Regions from separate parts of the Mus musculus genome. Here regions 1 and 3 are each linked to region 2. Evidence: chromatin contacts called from public HiChIP or PLAC-seq and promoter capture Hi-C data. All regions are on one chromosome and are shown on one strand. The core of a region is the stretch at or near the end of the contact, and the rest is flanking DNA. Distances in the headings are between cores, read along the strand shown.

Region 1 (4,586 bases), core at 1,595-4,094, 180 kb after region 2:
GGTTGGGTTCAGACTTTTTTGAAAAGTGTAGACTTTAGTCTTACACTGCAATTCTAAGTTCTTCTTTATCCACTGCCTTTGGCAGAGAAATCCCCATCTGAGGAGAAGCCCCTAACTGGGGAGAAACCCCCGGGCTGCAGGCATGACATGAGGTGAATAATAATCCTACTAAGTAAGGGGCTGGCTGAGCCACCACAAGATCAGCACCTGATCACTCAAAGGTACCAGAAGTGCCTCTGGCATCTTGGGTACCTAGTGTGTGTGTTCTGGAACTGGTGGACGCAGAGACTCCATCAGTGTTCTTAAGACCCTGGCAAGGTGTGAACAGGGAGCAAGGGACTGGGGCCTGTGTCCAATCCATCATGCCAGTGAGGAATCTCTGTGCTCTGGCCTGCAGGAGTCATGCTTGTTAGGTGCTGGGTTTTACAGGGGGCTGGGGTTGATGGTTCCATAGTAACTGCATACCTGCCTGAGACAGTGGGAGAGGCCAGTGAGCAGAAACCTCCTTTGGGGATGAGGAAGAGGTGGTGTTTCTCAGGAAGCCCATTTTGGCATCACCTAATGCTTCCTTCTCAGCATCTGTGGGAGGAAGGGTGCAGATGTCAGCAGCCCCCATAGCCACTTCCAAAGGCACTATGGTTATGGCTTAGAGCCCAGACATGAACAATGGGAGGCCCCTGCTCTCCACTCACAACCTTTAGAACATTCTCCTCCGCCTATCTTGCTATATGCATGCACCCCGGCTCTGAAGTGACTGACCCTTCACAATGAGGCTTTCCTTTCTTCCCCCCAACACCTGGTCCTCATGCTGAACCCCCTTACCTACTTTCAATACTGATCCCCGCCCCCCCACCCAACACACACAGTGGAGAACAACCTCAGCACATGGAGAACTCTCAGGGGGACCCTGAGGTAGGAGGATCCAGCAGAGACCAGTGCCAGGACTAGCAACACACACACACACACACACACACACACACACACACACACACACACACACACACACTCAACTGTCAACACTCATGTTAGGGACCCCAGCACAGACCTGATCACACTTTACTCTAAAAGTTTGTCACCTCCCAGGCCACTTGCAGCTGTACAATCTCACTTTGCTGGGGGTACAAGTTCCACGCATGCCCACCTCTGCATCCTTTTCCATCTGCCTCCAGGACACCTCCCTGATTTGCTTGGAGGCCCTGTCTTTCAGGCAGTACCCTCCGGGCTCTATCATGAATCCTGAAACTGCTCCTTCGACTATTGAGGAGAACAAGACAGGAACTTGTGTGGTCCAGGGGCATCTGTTTAGGGCAGCAGTTCTCAACCTGTGGGTCACGACCCCTTTGGGGGTTGAACAACCCTTTCGCAGGGGTCACCTATCAGATATTCTGTGTATCAGATGTTTATATTATGATTCATAACTAGCAAAATTACAGTTATAAAGTAGCAGTGAAATAATTTTATGGTGGGGGTGGGTCACCACAACATGAAGATATTAAAGGGCCATAGCCCTGGTCTATGGGCTCTCTGCCTTCTTTCCTCTTCCTGTTGTACTCTATCTAACACATTCCTAGTTCAGTTTGCCAGCCACCTCTGAGCACAGAGGTAGGCCATGTGTCCTTTTCACCCACTATCACACAGGATGAACCATCTCCACTGTCCTGCTAAAATCTTCCACTCTACTCCCCCAGCCCTCAGCCAAGGACAGATGGGGTTCCCAGCGGGGTCCACTGTCCAGCCAGTTACAGAGGTCTCCTATTGTGGCTACCCAGAGGTGCCAGCAGGTCTGGACAGCCAGGCTGTGGCTAGAGCACTATTTTGGCTCCTCCCTCCCCTTCTCTCTTCCCCTCCCCTCTCCTCCCCCAGTTATTTTATTTTATTATTTTCTTTTATGTGTTTAAGTGCCTTGCTTGCATGATGTATATTTGGTCACCACATTCATGCAGTGCCAGTAGGAGCCAAAGAGGGCATCAGATGCTCTGGAACCGGAGTTACAAAGGGTTGTGAGCCATCCTGTGGGTGTTGAGAAACAAGCCCAAGTGCTCTGCAAGAGGAACAAGTGCTCTTACCACTGAGCCATCTCTCTGGCCCCTCTCTTTTTAAGTTCAGTGTGTGTGTGTGTGTGTGTGTGTGTGTGTGTGCGTGTGCGTGCATTCTCGCTTGCATATGTACATGTGTATGGAATAGTGAATATAGGGTGTTTTCTTCAATTGTTCACCTAACTTCTTTTTTAAAAAAATTCAGTTTCTCTGCGTAGGGTTTCTGTCTGTGTAGCCCTGGCTGCCCTGGAACTCACTTTTTAGACCAAGTTGGCCTCAAACTCACAGAGATCCGCCTGTCTCTGCCTCCCTAGTGCTGGCACTAAAGGCGTGAGCCACCACACTCAGCTTTCCATGTAATATTTTGAGGCAGGTTCTATCCCTGAACCTTGCTTGAGCTTATCCATTCAGTTAGTTGCCTGGTCAGTGAGCTCTACAGCCACTCCTGTCTTTGCTTCCCCACACAGGCAATTTGTCCACAGAGCCATCTTTCCCGCCAGTCCCGGTTTTTAACCCATAAACAGATCCTCTGTAGGGAGACTGGAGAGACAACTTTCCCGCTTCCTCTATCCCGAGGCCAGGCAGCTGCACTGGATCTCACAAAGAAAGAGTATCAGAGCGTCCTGAACCCAAAGGCAGGGCAGTCTCTAGCCCAGCTTTCGAAAGCTGGGCCCTGATTGGCTCTAGGCTAAACAACAGCCTCTGTTCTTTCCTGGTTGAAAGTATAACAGAGTCGCTGAGCAAGACAAACGTCGCCTTTCCGCCGCTGGGGAGTAAATATAAACGCTTACAGGTGCCTCTCCGGATAGCACCACGACACCCAAGGAAGGGAGAAGGGAACGCAAGCGCGCGTGGGCCAGCAGGGGGCGCCGAGGCGCAGCCCCTGTGAGGAAGATGGCAGGTGGGGATGGAATGCTACGCCGTCTGCTGAGGCTGCACCGCACCGAGATCGCGGTGGCCATAGACAGTGCCTTTCCGCTGCTGCATGCTCTAGCCGACCACGACGTGGTCCCTGAGGACAAGTTCCAGGTGGGCTCCAGTCCCGCCCCCGGTGCCTCTCATTCTCCCCACTCCTCCACCCGCAGACTAGGTGTTCCCTCCCAACCTCAGCCAAAACCCATACTATACCCATACCCTCCCCCTACCAGCCAAGGAGTGGTCCCAAGCCCTCCTCAGGAGACCTCTCCAGATCAAGTCCCAGGTGAGTTCCCTAACCTCACACCCTATGCCCCCTAACTGCTCCAGGGCCCAGGGATAGACAGGAATAGGCAAGTCTCCCTTATCCCAAAGAGGCAGGAGTTGGAGAATGATATGCCCAGGTGCCCAATGCTGTCACTGCAGGAGACGCTCCGTCTGAAGGAGAAGGAAGGCTGCCCCCAGGCCTTCCACGCCCTGCTGTCCTGGCTCCTGACCCGGGACAGTGGGGCCATCCTGGATTTCTGGAGGATTCTCTTTAAGGACTACAATCTGGAGCGGTACAGCCGCCTGCATAGCATCCTGGACGGCTTCCCAAAAGGTGGGCGTGTGCTGATTGATGCTGGAGCTGATGCTCAGCCAATGGGTAGCATCGGGGATATGGATACAAGTCGGCCCATGTTTTCAGGGAGCCACTAGAACTTGGGCAGATCCTAAGAAGCAAAGGGCAGAGGTCTGCTCTTTCTCGTCCTCAAGAGTGCCCCATTCTAGAGCTCACCCTGAAGATAAGGCTTTAAGACAGGACCATTGTTCCTGCCCCTGAGCTGCAGATGTGGACCTAAACCAGTCCCGGAAAGGGAGAAAGCCCCTTGCTGGTCCCAAGGCCGCGGTACTGCCACCCAGACCCCCCACCAAGAGAAAAGCACTGGAGGAGCCTCGAGCCACCCCACCAGCAACTCTGGCCTCAAAGAGCGTCTCCAGCCCAGGTACACTCAAGAGGAGCTAGCCAGGGTTGCTGGGCCCTCCCCAACCGGCTCTTAGGAGCTTCTGTCTTACTGACACCACCCCAGGGCCAGCCTGCCAGGGTCACAGAGTCACCTCTGAGCCCTCAGACCTGAGCATTGGAGGAGGCCCACAGCCTCTCAGCGTCTTACTGTCCCAAAGGCTGAGTTTCTGGGCGGTGAGGCAGGCAGGTGGTTTTGATTTCCTTTCTGTTGAAGAAGGAAACAGCCCATCACAGCTTAAGAACCGTCGATCTGACCCTTACCAGCTGCTCTCTCTCCCATCCTCACTTTCTACCCTGGATCCGTCAACATGACCCCAGCCCAGAAAAGTGGGCCCAGGCTGCCTCTACCTCCCCTTCGCAGGCTCCCACCTGAAGACTAAGCCCCCTAAGAAGCCAGATGGCAACTTGGAGTCACAGCACCTTCCTCTTGGAAACGGTGAGTTAGGCCAAGAGTGGAGGTTGGAGGAGGTCTGATCCCATTGACCTCAGCTGGATGGCAAAGCCAGAGAAAGATAGGGACTCCTTAGATCCAACTGTCTTGCCATTCTCCTACCCACAATGCCCTGGGTGTCTCCTCCCAGACCTCTGCCCATTTTAATGCTCCCAATCTTCTAGCCAGCCCAGAAAAA
Region 2 (4,955 bases), core at 776-3,275:
TGGGTCCATAAGAGTTGTCTTCCATGTGCTGCATAGTCCCTTGTGCTATGGCCTGTGTCCTGTTTTCTGTGGTCTGGTGATGGCATGTTCTGGTCCTCTCTCATACTCCTTGAGATGGGTGTATTGGCAGTATCAGGCATGTGCCTCTGGAGCTAGACTAATTTTTATGGAGTGAAGCGTGTGATTGCCAAAGATGGTTTCTAGATAATGTGTCCTACTCAGGAAGGTCTTGTGTCTGAAATAAGAGTTGATCTTGGGACCAGAGAGATGGCTACGCAGTTAAGAGCACTGACTGCTCTTCCAGAGGTCCTGAGTTCAATTCTCAGCAGCCACATGGTGGCTCACAACCATCTGTAATGGGATCTGATGTCTTCTTCTGGTATGTCTGAAATCAGCTATAGTGTTCTGTTATACATGAAATAACTAAATAAATCTTTAAAAAAATAATTGATCTTCCCCTAACTTCTTTTGGTAACTCTGTACCTTGTCACTTGTGTTTGGTCTGGAAGCTGCAAGTTATTTTTCTGCAGGTCAGAGTTATGGGTTGAGGGTCTCAGACATCCAATCTTCTTGTCTAAATGAACAACAAATCGGCATGGCACGATTTTCCTAATAGTCTCCCCCTTTATTAGAAACTTCAACTCTATTCAAACCCTGTTCTGTGTGTACACCGGTGTGAATACTTGAGATCTGTTGATTGTGGTGGGTCAGAGGCAGTGTTTTCCTGCATAGTGTGTAGTGTTAAGGTTGGAGGAGAGAGCACATGGTGAGCCTCAAAATACTTAAAATGAACTTGTGCTGACACGCATGTTCTCCTCTGGCTGTCACGAGTATAAGTCGTGTTTTCCAGGATGCCCTGCCCAACATGTACTTTTTTGCATGCCAGGGACTTTCCTCGTCGAGAGGCTGGGTCTTTATATCTTCTGGTTCAGCTTGTGTGGCTGTGATTTTTAAGGCAGTCAATGCCTTCTGCTGGCCAGACCCCAGTCACTGTCATATGAAGCCTTGTGCTCTCAGAAAGCCATGAGGAGGCCCAAGCCATTAGAGACTCACCCACTGTGTTCCGTCTCCCAGCCTTAAAACACAGCTCCACACCTCACCTTCTGCTGCAGATCTATGAGCACAGTAGAACTAAATCACTACACAGTGTAGTGTAAGGTTTTACACCGTGGTGGCTAGTTGGAGAGACAGGAAGAAGGAAGAGAGAAGGGTGGGGTGGGAGGCATGGGAGTTTTGATTGAAGTTACCTTGTTTAATTTACTATTGATTCAAGAAGAATTTAATAGTGGTAAGTTCTCTTGAACCTAGGAGCATGCAGTGAGTTTGTATTCCTTTGTACCCTGTTATGGCCTTAGTCATAACTTCACAGAGGCCATGCACCATCCAACTTCCCCAGGTCCACTTAGTTTAGTTCTTGGGGTCATTGTAAATGGTTTCATTGAAATTATCCTAATAAGGATCATCCTTTTTGATTTTTCAGTGTTTGGGTTTTTTGTTTGTTTGTTTGTTTGTTTTGAGACAGGGTTTCTCTGTGTATCTCTGACTGTCCTGAAACTCACTCTGTAGACCAGGTTGGCCTCAAACTCTAAGATCCACCTGCCTCTGTGTGCCAAGTGCTGGGATCAGAGCTATGCACTACCACTGCCCCGCTTTGTTTTGTGTTTTGAGACAAGCTTTCCCTGTGCAGTTGATGCTGTGTTAACTTCAGCCTTGCAATTCTGCCGTGGCCTCTATAGTATTAGGGTTGCAGCATGTACTGTATTAGGGAGTACTGCTTTCTCTCACCACTTGGGTTAGTCCTGGGAGAGAGAAGTGGAGCTGTTTTGAGTTGAGCAGCTTCCTGTCAGCTCCTGTGAGCTGGGACAGCGTGAGGGAGCTGGGTGATCTTCTCTCTGGCTCTTATGTGGAGAATTCAAGGGGCATTGAAGTTGGATCAGGATTCCAGGGCTTCCTGAGAGCTGAGGGTTACTGTGTGTGTGGACAGCTGGCAAGAAGCTAGGGTCCTGGCTGACTAATGACAATGACAGCCTTACGGGGCTTGGGCACAGAGCCCTGACTAAAGCTCTTCCTCGGCTCTTGGGCAATAGCACCCTGGGTGACCTCCTCAGCTCTTCAGCCCTTGGTGCTGTATCTTATGTCTTTGGGTGCCAGAATATGCCAGTGCTGAGACACCCACTCGGTTTACCCTCTGGCTACCACAGTGTGTTAAAATGCTGTGACTAGTGGCTCTTTGTTACTGACACCCTCCCTGTTCCTAGAGACAAAGGGGCATTGGGAAGCTCGCCTTCACAGTGACTTATTTATTTTTAGGATACTGAAGTGTACAAAGCTACGGTAAAAGACGACCTCACCAAGTGGCAGAATGTTCTGAAAGCTCATAGCTCTGTGGACTGGCTAATAGTGGTAGTTGAAAATGATGCCAAGAAAAAAAACAAAACCAACATCCTTCCCCGAACTTCTATTGTGGACAAAATAAGAAATGACTTTTGTAATAAACAGAGTGACAGGTAAGTATGTCTTGCATTTTATCCACTTTGATGTTAGTGATAGCCGTTGACTCAGGCAGTCTAGAAAACTACAGAGGGGTGCAGGATCCCTTCCCTAAACCCCTCCTCTGTAATTCCTGGCCTAGCAGTTCATCTCCAGGTGGACAGCCTAGGGGGAGAGGCTTCTGGGCCAGTGGCCCTGGGGAAGATCAGTCCTTGAATAGGGTAGAATTCCCCAAGTAGTTTCTTAACCGTGAGACACGCATTTCTGTTTATAGTCCACTTTTTAAAAGTTCCTGGAAGGAAGTTGCAAAGCAGCAGCTTCATCCCTTCCTTGTAGTGTCTTACTGCTCCTCTGCGCCTGCTGGGACTTCCTCTCCTTAGCACTGCAGACACAGTTGACCAGGTGGCTGTGTGCTGACTCGTCTCGGAGATGCCCTGGTGAGACATGCTCTCATTCCCATGGTCATTGCCACCAGCGGAGGGTCCCCATGCTGCAAGAACCTATAAGAGTGCCACTAACCTGCTTTGGGGACCTGAGGGAGGTGTTTGGGGTCAGGGCTGGGCTGGGAAGTAGAGCATGTATGAAGTGAGTGGGAAAGCGCCCAGAGCAGAGCGGTTCCTCTGCGACTCTTCAGAACACTGTCATTTTCTATGCACATTGATAGCTGCTGTTGTCACTTAGTACATTGGGAATTTTCCGTGTATGCCCCTGTCCCATTATTGCTAGTGAACACATAATAGGGCAACACATCCATGTACAGTTCACACACAGAAACCTTGAGGACTGTTGGGCTCTTGTTTGCTTACTGTTCCTACAGACATTGTCCATGTCTTTCCAGCCCAGATCCTGTGAATGTCCTTAACGACTTCCTTAGAATCTGCTCCTTAAAGGGAAGTTGCTTGGTTACAGGTTCTGTCCATTCTTCACACCTTTGGCAAAATACTGCTGAGTCAGATGCTAACTCAGGGATTGTCTAAGATGGTGGTAGCATCGAGGTCTTTCTGAGGCCCTCCTCACATGAGCCCCTGTTAGCAGCTGCTCTGGTCTTCTGTGCCCTAGGAGACACTCCTGATCAGTGTTCATTCCTCACATCTCTAGCTGTGCTGGGCTCTGTCTTTTTAATCATGCAAACAGATGATGACGTAGAGAGCGTGGGAGTCGAAAGGCCTGAGGAGGGACTAGGGCGTAGTAGTGTTATGCAGCATGGACTATGTAGGCAGCGGGCTGCTGAAGGAAAGCCCTGCCTCATGCGTGCTGTTGTGTTGAGGGTTTCCATCCTGCACTGTGAAGGCTATGGGAGACTGTGCTGCTGCTGCTCAGCAAGGGTGTTGGCAGCTGCAGCTCCTGAGAGTACCATGGGATAGGTACTGAGCTGGCAGAATGCAGCACCCGTTGGGAGGTGACATCAGGGGTGACTGGCCCTGGCCTCTGCCCTTCTGAGAGGGATCAGTGCCTACTGGGTAGGTGATGGGAGGGATGGCTTTTCCATGCTGCCTCACCTTTTGGTGTTGCATAGAGGCTGCTGTCTCCTGAGGGTGTGTGTTAGAGCACAGGGTTGGTTCATCTCACTGTTTGCTAGCAGCTTAATAAAATGCTTATTAAGGAGAACTATTGATGCCCATTGCATCCAGATTTTAAAACCATTTCTGAGTTTAGGTTTATTTACATCATTGGCACAGTCTCCTTGCATCATACCTGTCTGTCAACTGTATCTGTCTTGCTTCTTAATGTTGTCCTTACGGTTGAGGTGTGGTGGCAGAGGCATATCTATGGGGACAGCCAGGGCTCACTGCAGGGGCCTCCCAGGATGTACTGCTGTGATTGTGGCATGGGGTTAGTGTGGGATTGATGTCAGGTGAGCTACCGAGTGCTGGAGGAAAGAGAAAGTATGGCTGCTCAGTGGCCCAGACTGGAGCATGAGGGGTGGAAGCTGGTCCTGCGGCTAGGCCTGGGCCTCCCATGTCAAGCTGAGATAGCTTGGCTTCATTCTGTCAGCATAAGGAGCCTGTGAGGATGGGGGTTGGGAGCTGAGGGTGTTGTGACTCCTGTATCACAACCGGCCCTGCAGGTCCACCCCTTTTCAGTCCCACTCTGATTCCTGTCCGTTCTGCGGCAGACTTTACTAGAAACCTTTGCAATGCCTATTAGCTGTGAACTGCCTGGGCCCCTCCCTGACGATTTTCACTGATTGAAGACAGAAAACAGGGCAGGCAGTTGGGGGTTTGGAAAAGAGGCTCAGCCAAGCAGGTGTTTTATGCCCCAAGAATTTTCCAGAATGCCTTTCATGTCTCTGCAGGTGTGTTGTGCTCTCTGACCCTTTGAAGGACTCTTCTCGAACTCAGGAATCCTGGAATGCCTTCCTGACCAAACTCAGGACTCTGCTGCTCATGTCTTTCACCAAAAACCTCGGCAAGTTTGAGGATGACATGCGGACTTTGAGGGAAAAGAGGACAGAGCCAGGCTGG
Region 3 (4,545 bases), core at 148-2,647, 170 kb before region 2:
ACCCCACCCCCATACAGAACTGGGGTTCCCAATTCCAAGCTCAGTCATCTCTTATAAATACATGAACCCTGTGCAGAGCCAGAGGCTGGCCTGATCCAAGGTAGACACTCAGCCAACTGTTCACCACACAAGCTCAGAGTTCTCTTGGGTTGTCCTTGTTCACTAGCTATTGAAAGCTCATGAGGCGGGATGTTCTCCTCAGGCTCTGGAGGCAGAGGAACCTGTCCCTGTCCCTGCCCCCTGTCAGCCTTTCTATGAACATTGAGGTTGCACCATGGTAGGTCAGGCAGGCCTCGCATATGAGGGCTTTCAGGTGGTCTATGGAGGGCCATAGCTTCCCACAGAGGATTGATGCTCCTTGTAGGGATCAGGAATTCCATGGAGGTTTGGGGTTCCCAGTGGGAGCTGCAATGCTAAAGCTCAAGGTGCCAGTGGGTCCCCAGGATTCTGGCCAGCCCTTGTTACCCCATCTGTTCTGGTCACATGTTCCTAGACACAATGTCTGACCACTTACACCTTCTCTCTTACATTAACTCCCCATATGGACTAAACTCTGCAGGGGTAGCCCACCCTAGCTGTCCACAGGCAGGACCTGGCTCCTGAGGACACAGGTCCTAAGAGGAGGAGGGAGAGAAGGAAAGAGGGTTGTGGGCTGGAAGTTGAGGAGAGAGTTGCCCTCCACTTGTAGTAAGCTAAAACTTTTGTGCCACCATCTCTGTTGCCCTAGCTGTTTGGAGCAGAGCTGTTTGTGCCAGGCTAACGCAAGGCCACATGGGTTACCACATGGATCCTCAGGACCAGACAAAACAGGCATGTGCCAGGGCAGACTTACAACCCCCTACACTGACCCAAGAGTGGGTGCCTGTGGCCAGGAGGTGGAGAGGTTTCTGGGACACGGACGCTGCGTGCCAGGCTGGCAGGGACACTGCTGCAGGGCTGGAGAAGGCGCCTCCTCTGCCTTCCGCCTGTGCATTCAGTCAGCACTCACGAACTGGCTTTCCAGGTACTTGCTATTCCCTGCGCCTTCCCGGTTCCTTGCAGCTCTTAGCTCTGATTGCCCCACTATTTATAGTGGACTGTTCCAGAGACACGAATTACTATTGTAGCACAGCCTTTAAACTCCAGAAGAACATTGAAGGCAATTAGCTGACCGGTTTGCTAATGAACTTCTCTCTGGGGACTTAGCAGTAACTCTTGTTTCTTTCTTTCTTTCTTTTTCTTCTGAAGCGATGACTGTACTTTCCTGTTCCAAGAGGCCGGCTCCAAAAATATAACCTCCTTTAAATAAACTGCACAATTGCACTTCCCCGAGGGAAGGCTCGTCCTTCCTCCCCCTGATCTGCCTGTCACCCAGGAAAGCAAGGCTGCTTCTTCATCAGCCTTAGAAATCGAGCTGGGGCTTCCGCGGTGGCTCTGGGTTGGCTGATGCCACATCCGCACTCCTGATGTCCCCTCAAGGCCCGAGGCTGCCCCATGCGGAATGAGCAGGCAGAGAAAAGGAAGAAAAGACACCCTGACTAGGGGTGCTTGCTCCCAGGGGCCTTGTGCCAGGGAGCTCTGTCCACATTCAATTCCTAAATCCTCAGATGACCCACAGCGAGCCTGTACAGGAGAACTGAGGCTCAGCCCTGTGCTCCACGCACTGCCTGTCTGAAGGTGTCTCGCAGAATCTCAGAGCTGCACATAGATATCCCACAGTTCCTTGGGCTAGGGGGGACACATGGACACAGGAACTGTATTTAATTTTATTAGCAGTGATAATGGCCACCATTCAGAGCTGTCTTTTAGAGTTTCTTGCTAACCCTCCTTCAGCCCAGTATGCCAAGCAAAAGATACACCTGAATCACGAAGATGTCACAGGTTAAAAAAAAAAATCTCTTAATCTCTAAATGTCATTGATTTAACAGGTGAGCACACTTGCCACAAAACCAGGATTTGGGGATTCCTTGAACTTACAGAACCTACTCCTGCAAGTTGTCCTCTGACCTCTGTATGTGCACTGTGGCATGCGTGTGCACCACCACCACCACCACCACCACCCCCAGTTCACCCCACACCCACACCCTCTCAGCACATGTGTTAGTTAAATAAATAAGATTTAAATTTAAAACTTTTTTTTTGGAGGCCAGATGTGGTGGTCCACTCCTTTAGTCCCAGTGCTCAGGTGGCAGAGACAGGTAAGGTCTCTGTGAGTCTGAGACCAACCTGGCATACATAGCAAGTTCTAGACCAGCCAGAACTACATAGTGGGCCCTTGCCTAAACAAATAAACAAAAGAACAGAACTTGTAATCCCAGCAGAGGGGAAGTAGAAACAGGCAGATCCCTGGGGCTTCATAGCCAGGAAGCCCAGGCAGATTAAGAGAGAACTTCCAGGTCCTAGTAGGGTATCTAAATAAATAGATAACACACACACACACACACACACACACACACACACACACACACACACACACGTAGATCCAGGCGTGGTGGCACACACCTTTCATTCAGCACTCAAAGGTTGATGGGTGGATCTCTTGAGTTCAAGGCCAATTTGGCCTATGTAGTGAGTTCTGGGCCAGGCAGGGAGACAGCTGGATGTCTCAAAAAAGCAAAGTGAAAATCCAAAGTAAATGGATCCTAAGTAACAGCCCCAGATGTGGTGGTGGTCTTGCTCCTCCTCCCCCTCCTCCTCCTTCTCCCCCCCCCCTCTTCCTCCTCCTCCTCCTTCTCCTCCTCCTCCTCCTCCCCCCCTCCTGCTCCTCCTTCTCTTCCCTCTCTCTGTCTCTGTCTCTCTGTCTCTCTAGATTTATAACTGGTGAGCCCCAGTTAACATCAGAATATGTGAATTCCTCTCTCTACCTTAGTTTTCAGCTCAGTGAAGCAACTGGAACAAAGCATGTAGGTTGCTGTGATATATATATTTGCCTGCCTGTGTGAAGGAGTCAGAAGCCCTGGAACTGGAGTTACAGTCAATTGTGAGCCACCATGTGGTTGCTGGGAATTGAACTCAGGACCTCTGGAATAGCAGCCAAAGCTCTTAACCACTGAGCCATTGCTCCAGCCTCAAGGTTGAACTTCTATAGAGCTACAGGAAGCTCCACCCAGAGGGTTGTATGAATGTTCTACCCAGACAAAAAAAGCCCCTAGATGGCAGAGACCATACCCAAGATGCCACCCTCTTCTTTCCTGTGTCTCCTGTACCCCCCTTTGCCCTGCCACTTCTGCCTGTCTCCTGAGCTCTTCCTCTGCCCTGCCACTGGCCTGGCGTGGCCCATCCCGCAGGGCAGCTACTACATAGGAAATAATAATATATAATGTACTATGTATTATATAATATCACTATAGGGCATATATTTTTATAATTATATATTATAATATGTAATAGTAATAATATTATTATAAAGGAGATAAAAGAAAGAAAGCTCTTTTATAAAATAGCACATCTGACTATAGCTAATGCCTAAAGAGAAATTGGTCTCAAATAGATTATATATATATGACTGAGGCTTGTGCACTGTAGCTTGTGTCACTGTGGGTGTGGGCTTTAAGATCCTCATCCTAGCTGCCTGGAAGTCAGTATTCTGCTAGCAGCCTTCAGATGAAGATGTAGAACTCTCATCTCTGCCTGCACCATGCCTACCCAGATGCTGCCCTGTTTCGGCCTTGATGATAATGGACTGAACCTCTGAACCTGTAAGCCAGCCCCAATAAAATGTTGTCCTTATAAGAGTTGCCTTAGTCATGGTGTCTGTTCACAGCAGTAAAACCTTAACTAAGACAGAGGACAAAAGACCCAAAGCCAAAGACAAAATCCCAGACTTAAAGAGTCAGGACACTCAGGATATGACCCTCAGGGACACATACATGGACACCTGGAGTCTGACCCGTTAGTGACCCATGGTCCATTATACAAATGGCCATTCTTTAGGAAGACAACTTACACAGTGTAAAATTTACTACTAAGCAAGATAATGAGAGGCCCGCCTTTGTCCTCAGACAGAAACCCACACAGGAGTCCCAGAAAAGATCAAACACCTCCCTCCTCAACTGCTGTAGAAGAACGCCCACCTCATGAGCAGCCCGTCACAGTTCCCTCTCAGGGACTCGGTGCTGTTCCTTCCTGTGTCTTGGTCAAGTGTTACCTCCCACAGCAGGGCCTGTCTGACACTGTTTCCCATGGCCTTTTGGAGGCTCACAAGGGGACTTTCTCCTTGCCTCTCAGGCCTTTCTTATCCCCAGTGCCTGTGGTGTTTGAATAATCAACTCATGATATCTAAAGGTCCTGATCTAGGGCTACTGTTGCAACACAAAGGCCTCATAGCCATGACGGATACCTTTTCTTCCTTCCTTCCTTCCTTCCTTCCTTCCTTCCTTCCTTCCTTCCTTTCTTCCTTCCTTCTTTCCTTCCTTCTTTCCTTACCTTTTTCTTTTTCAAAGATTTACTTATTTATTTTATTTATATGAGTACACTGTAGCTGTCTTCCGACACCCCAGAAGAGGACATCAGATCCCATTACAAATGGTCATGAACCACCATATGGTTGCTGGGAATTGAACTCAG

The links. Promoter capture Hi-C pulls out the DNA fragments that hold promoters and counts their contacts. HiChIP or PLAC-seq counts read pairs in DNA pulled down with a chosen protein or histone mark.
Region 1: a contact with region 2 is called in a promoter capture Hi-C map of neural stem cells. The contact joins the promoter of Aire here to the enhancer-like site in region 2. A contact is called at or near these places in 2 of 39 promoter capture datasets (macrophages and neural stem cells), 1 of 484 Hi-C or Micro-C datasets (nephron progenitors) and 4 of 9 other capture datasets (adipose tissue, embryonic stem cells, liver and 1 more).
Region 3: a contact with region 2 is called in an H3K27ac HiChIP or PLAC-seq map of microglia, with 3 times the contacts expected there. The contact joins two enhancer-like sites. A contact is called at or near these places in 6 of 484 Hi-C or Micro-C datasets (the HL-1 cell line, bone marrow-derived macrophages, cerebral cortex and 3 more), 4 of 115 datasets of contacts at active chromatin or transcription factors (embryonic hindbrain, embryonic stem cells, forebrain and 1 more) and 1 of 9 other capture datasets (embryonic stem cells).

Annotation. Positions count from the first base shown.
Region 1 is chr10:78,041,868-78,046,453 of GRCm38.p6, reverse strand. Aire (autoimmune regulator (autoimmune polyendocrinopathy candidiasis ectodermal dystrophy)) reads left to right here and starts at 2,844. Exons shown (of 14, transcript NM_009646.2): 1 at 2,844-3,065; 2 at 3,378-3,552; 3 at 3,782-3,937; 4 at 4,319-4,393. The coding sequence starts at 2,931. It also overlaps a transcript of Dnmt3l not described here.
Region 2 is chr10:78,220,216-78,225,170 of GRCm38.p6, reverse strand. It overlaps Trappc10 (trafficking protein particle complex 10), which reads left to right. Exons shown (of 23, transcript NM_001081055.2): 4 at 2,311-2,507; 5 at 4,787-4,955. Among named protein-coding and RNA genes, the nearest start is that of Trappc10, 22 kb to the left of the region's middle. Within about 2 kb of position 2,025, at least 59 of the 459 cell types and tissues checked have an H3K27ac peak or open chromatin away from gene starts, as enhancers often do. A contact at or near this core is called in cerebral cortex, microglia and neural stem cells, where this site is marked.
Region 3 is chr10:78,385,228-78,389,772 of GRCm38.p6, reverse strand. No RefSeq gene overlaps it. Among named protein-coding and RNA genes, the nearest start is that of Mir6907, 21 kb to the left of the region's middle. Within about 2 kb of position 1,397, at least 40 of the 459 cell types and tissues checked have an H3K27ac peak or open chromatin away from gene starts, as enhancers often do. A contact at or near this core is called in cerebral cortex and microglia, where this site is marked.